Regions from separate parts of the Alosa sapidissima genome. Here region 2 is linked to region 1. The links are chromatin contacts, called in public Hi-C maps. All regions are on one chromosome and are shown on one strand. Each heading gives the region's core, a stretch centred on a gene start, on an enhancer-like site or on the middle of the called end of the contact. The rest is flanking DNA. Distances are from core to core; before and after follow the strand shown.

Region 1 (2,840 bases), core at 81-2,580:
TTGAATAGTCAGTGCATCCTATCCTCTACCATGAATCATTGACAATTAAAATAAGTAAAACAGACCTTGATCTTACTTGTATTCTGTGCAGATCCTGTTAATCCTTGTTATTTTTGCTGTTTGACTAATATGAGCACCGGTCTTGAAATTAAGTCACTTTAAATCCATTGCATATTATTAGGGAAATTCCAGTTTTCTATCAATTCACATGACGCAAGTTGTTTTTTGTCCACCCACGATTAGGAATGGTGATTTCTGTTTATTTCTGAGGGCATTTTCACAGTGTTTCTCTAGAGTAGCTTAATCAACCTTTCAGAGAAAGAATATCCCAAGAAACATAAAAAGTATAGGGTAATTCTTTGTCAAATCTGATGTGGCTGTTATAGAGACCCGTGTCAGGTTTTGGTAAATCCTCCTTGTGGGCCTTTCTAACACAGAACTCTATTAACTCCCACTTCACCACAGTCACTCCATTCATAGTCACATGTGGCAGTGGGTGGGCACTTGATTGGTACAGCCGTTAACTTTGGGATACACTCCTCGGATGTACGGTGTGCAGAGTTGTACTTTATGTTCTATTTGCTTCTATGCTGTAATATGTTATCTCCATGTTTCTCTTAGACCGTATGAGAAAACTAGTAGGATGAAGAAAAATCACCTAGAAACAGGCTTTCGAGGCTTTCACCCACATCTTCCAAGCTGATTTTGATCTTGTGACTCCATTCATTGCCCATTTTCAATGAACAAAATGATTCAAACAGTGGCACGCATAGCTTGAAGCATTTTTTACGTCCAAATTGCGGCCTGCCATTTGTGTCATCAGCCTTAGCAATCATGTGCAAGGCAAAAAGTGCTTAAAGGAACTGAAATAAAAGCCTCTTTGACTCTTTCTTTGATTTATATTATTAAAAAGTGTTTCCCAATTTTTCTGGGATGTCTCCTTTTTGTTTCCCCTAATTGTTATGCTTGCAATTGACAGCCTAATAAGTGCCACTTAGATAGATAGATAGATACTTCTATCTATCTATCTAAGTTGCACTTATTAGTTGTTGGTTATTAGTTGTATTAGTTATTACTTGAACGTAAAACAGAATCAGATCGTATGTAGTGTAGGCCTACATAGCTTTGGTCAATGTTACTTACTCGGGACCAACCGACTTCAGGAATCAACAATAATGTCTAAACTTTGAGCATTATGTCAAGTCTGGCGGTGTTGGATCCGCGCAGGATTGCGTCAAGTCGAACGCACCCCTTTCTTCCAATGACGTCTCCAATCACGTGGTAATTTGGTTTGTTCGAGAAAACTCAGGTTTAGTTAATTTTCCTTGGTCCAAATTGGGAAAACCCCTACATGTAGCCTATATGGGGAAAACTGCTAGAGCCACTATGAAGTGGGAGCTCCAACTTTAAAACCTGGGGGAATTCGATTAACCTTGACATCTGAAATTGCGTTTTAACGGATGAGGAGGCAGTGTTTCAAAACGAGCAACATAACCGTTGGTGGCCAACAATTGAACAGAAAATTCACTGATGAACCACGCATGTGGTCCGAACATTATCCGAACTGTACCCTACCGAACGCACCAACAGGAAGAGTTTTACGCCGAGGGTAACAGACTAGGCTTACTGTATATGCTTATAGCACATGACAGCTTTGCCTTTCTTCTTCAGAAATGTGGTATTGTGAGATGAGCGGCTCTGCCACCATCTTCCCGTTGAGCCCATTGTCTTCTCAATCAAAGGCACGACTCGTATTTCTACTTTTCTGCTGAAGCCTAACCTATGTTGGTAACGTTATAGTCAAAACATCCACCACCGGCTGTCGTTACCTAATCAGTTTATTACTAGGCTGTAGCCTCGTTTTATAACTTTACATCACGTTGTTCTTCTAAACACATGTGCGTAGTAATTCGTAGTAGTTGTAAGTTGATAGTGTAATTGTGTAGGCTATGTGTCTGAACAGGTGTTGTAGACCAGCGCCATGGGAGTACACGGACTTTGGAAGTTGCTGGAGAGCACCGGGAAGCCCATCAACCCCGAGACGCTGGAGGGGAAAATATTGGCTGTTGGTATCCTTTTGGCATCAGGGCGTTGCCTAACTTATTCAGTGAAAAATAAATTGAATAGGGTACCGTATTGAAGGAGACAATACAGAATGTGTCTCTGCTTGCATTTTTGACATTTTGACATGGTTATTGGATGAAACGTGTGCTTTTTTATCAACTGAGGGTAATTTATTTGCATTTATTTTTTATCACTTTTATGGAAGCAAAGACATCAGATATGGTGGACCGACAGACAGCACCATGGGTTTGAACTGCCTTGGGGGTCCATCTGCCTTCCATGGCCGAAGTAGCACACCCCAGTCCACAACTCTGACTGCTACAAAACCATGCATGCAAGCTTGGAAAGCCATATCCTAAATTATTGACAATATGAATATCAAAGTTAGTTGTAAACAGCTTACTCTGCATATTAAAGCATGTCAGTCAGACACGATTTGACCACAGAAAAGGACCATACATTAGTTCAGAGGGAAGAGAGAGGGAACCCCTTATCGTACAAAATTGTTTTGCTTATTAAATTGGACCAACAATAATGTGTATGGAAGCACTTTGTGACAGCGTCATTAAAATATTAGTTATTGTCATTGGTGTATAGAATATGCTCTTTTTTAGAACAAAAAAATCAGACTCAAATAATTTGGTGGAACCCCTGAAGCAACTCCTTGGTCCCTCTATGGTGGTCACAGGCCGGTTGAAGATCTTTGCATTAGTTGATGTTGAGCTGCTGTAGCATCTGAAGGCGGTTTGATAGTTCATTTCCATGCTGTTATACGA
Region 2 (2,822 bases), core at 43-2,542, 260 kb after region 1:
GCTCTCTGCTTTTGTCCATAGCGACTTAAAGCCATATCAGTGAACATTACATTATCATTACAAATTATTAAACACAAGAAGAAGTTACTACACAGACCTGTTGTAGGTACTGGTTAATTGTTATGTGTGCCATGTTTCTCTTCAGGGTGTCTGTTTAAACCTGAAAAACAGTAAGATGGTTAATGTTAACATCATGATTATTTGGCCAGGTGGAATGGATCTGGTTAGGAATTTAGCCATAACACCAGGAAACCCCTTCCCTAGTGTTTGAGATGAGTGTCACAGGGTCTTTTTTATTACCTCGGTGCGGTCCAAAGGACCTCAAAGGACGCATCTCCTACAGCAGTGTCCCCGTCACTGGTATGAGTGATTGAGATTGGTCTTTAACCAGGGGGAAGACTGCCCCCGACTAGTTCAACACCACTTCCAGCAGGATCTTAAGTTTTTCAGGAGGTCTCAAAGTACTTGCCAAGCCCGCACCTGCTTAACCTATCTTCAATCATTCAACAGAGACAAGGTATCTCTAGGCTATCTGTTGGTCTTGTTGCTAGCTACGAATCCACACGTCGGTGTTCCGCGTCTGACTATCCATCAGAAGGCAAATCTGCGTTGGTGTGCCTGACACACCGGTCGACTTGCCACAGTGTAGTTACACGTGCCCGAGTCGTGTTATAATAACAATTAGTGTTACAAACTAGTTAGGCCCACTTAAGAGTAGCGTAGCCTACAACCAAAGATCCTCCAACCCACTGCTACAACAGCGCAACCAAAGATCCCTCTCTGGTGCAACTACCACAAGAACCCACCTTTTCGTATACTACTACGTTAACTAAAATCACCGGGTAAACAAGGCCACATAGCTAATGTTAGCTGTGCACTGGAGAAACTGAACTGAACATACTCCCAAAGATCCTCCGCTTGAACCCTCTCTGATACTCCTGTGCAAGTTAACGTGACATTAGCATTTTACAGAAGTGAAACGCACCAATTATATACTCATGCGCATCACATTGCTTACCTCAAACACTCGCAGTGGTTCTTATCCTTTCTGTATGTATTCTGAAAAAACAGTACCCATGCTAGAAAGTACTTCAGTGAAATTTACGGAGCACTAAAATGTGTGGTGGCCCATATGTTTAGCCCGCCAATGCACCCATCGCTAAGCCATGCTTTTTAAGTTTTCAAAATAAAAGTTTAAGCTTCACAAAATACAATATCAAGTAAGAACAAATACAGACTTCTAACAAACATGGCTTCAAAAAGGTACACTGACGCATAGGTTACAAAATAAAAACCTAGCCAAGCCAAACAACTTGAAATGCATTTTATTTATGCATAGGACTTATAATTTTGCAGCAGTTAGGACACAGGATACAGCAAAATATGGGGTGCGTTCGGCAAAACGTTCGGCACAGTGGTGCGCATACCTTTCTTTTTGAAGAATTCCTAAGCGATCGATGTAAATATGGGTTTTAACTAATAATAATAATAATAATAATAATAACGAGTAAGGTTAGCCCTATCTAGTTATATAACAAAACAAAAAAAACTTGGTGTCATTCACTTCTTTCTATTATTTCATTACTGAATACACTAACCACTTTGAAAGTCAGTGGTTGTTGCAACCATGGTTGCAACCAGTTGGGGAGAGGGACTTAAGTCGTCGGAGAGCTCCATTGTGTTCAACCCATAGTATAGTAGGCCTACCTGCAAACAATGTAAGAGGCCTCTGCTGACTGCATCAGTGCTCAAAGTATTCTAAAAATATATCAATTAATTGTTAATAACTAACTAACTTCTATTCAAGTCATAATTCTGGAACTTTCTGGTATAATTATTTACATTTTCTATTCACTCGTTCAAATGTTCATACTGAGTTCACAAAGTTCTCATCAGGTGAGTGAAAGTTAGAATGGTGGTCATTTCAGATGTTTCTGCCACCACTTCATAAAACTCATGGTTTGAGAACTTTAAATTATTTGTAGGATATTGCTTGTTCACAACTTGAGCTGTGTATGCAAAGTTCAGAGTTCAAAATATACTTTTGGGACTCCCTGCTTATAGTTTTGAGAATGCTATTATTAGTATTATTATTATTATGGTTACTGATATACTCAGAGTCTCTGGCCCTCTCTTAGTGCCATGCATAGTGAGCTGGCCCTCGGAAGAAAAAGTTTGGGGACCACTGAGCTAGAGGCTACATGTAGCACAAAACAATAACAATGACTAGCCTCCTGCTAATGCCCCTCGTGGCTCGAGAGAAACGCGTTCCTGTAGGGAGGGAAAGTGAAAACCAGCGCCCCAAGTGGTTGCGTTCCTATCGAAGAGCAGCTCCAATGTTAAGTCCCATAGACCTATTTTAAAAAAAATATTGTGAAGCCAAATCAGCGATGTTATCCACCAAAAATATTTTTCAGTGTCTATACAGTAATAATATTCTAACTGTGAAAATGTCAGACCCTATTTTGCCTTATTTAAGAAAATCGAAATTGCTCCTTTTGTTTCATAAATGAACTACAAAAGAAGTCACGTGACTTTACCCTTCAACGTTACTCACGGTAGCATCAAAGATCCTTAATAATCAAAGATCCTTAATATACATTTTTATCAACCGTCTCTCTGGTAGCATGGTTTGTTTATTAGCCTGGTTAGCATTGACACTTAACACTTACAGCTAGCTCTTCATGTGAGTAGAAGCACAACACCCGTTATCCTGACATAAAGGTTATCACCACACGGTTTACATCACGTTCCGTTATTACAAAAATATGTTAAGCCAGTTAAGCAAATTGCATATTGATCAGTTAGAGATTAAGCGCCCA

Evidence for each region. Hi-C and Micro-C count contacts between places; a contact is called where the count stands out from the background.
Region 2: a contact with region 1 is called in a Hi-C map of muscle, with 10 times the contacts expected there. The contact joins the promoter of pcid2 here to the promoter of ercc5 in region 1. A contact is called at or near these places in 2 of 2 Hi-C or Micro-C datasets (both in muscle).

The regions. Positions count from the first base shown.
Region 1 is chr23:26,325,281-26,328,120 of fAloSap1.pri, forward strand. ercc5 (DNA repair protein complementing XP-G cells) reads left to right here and starts at 1,331. Exons shown (of 17, transcript XM_042080344.1): 1 at 1,331-1,742; 2 at 1,964-2,069. The coding sequence starts at 1,982.
Region 2 is chr23:26,589,872-26,592,693 of fAloSap1.pri, forward strand. It overlaps pcid2 (PCI domain-containing protein 2), which reads right to left and starts at 1,293. Exons shown (of 15, transcript XM_042079738.1): 1 at 1,019-1,293; 2 at 98-160. The coding sequence starts at 133.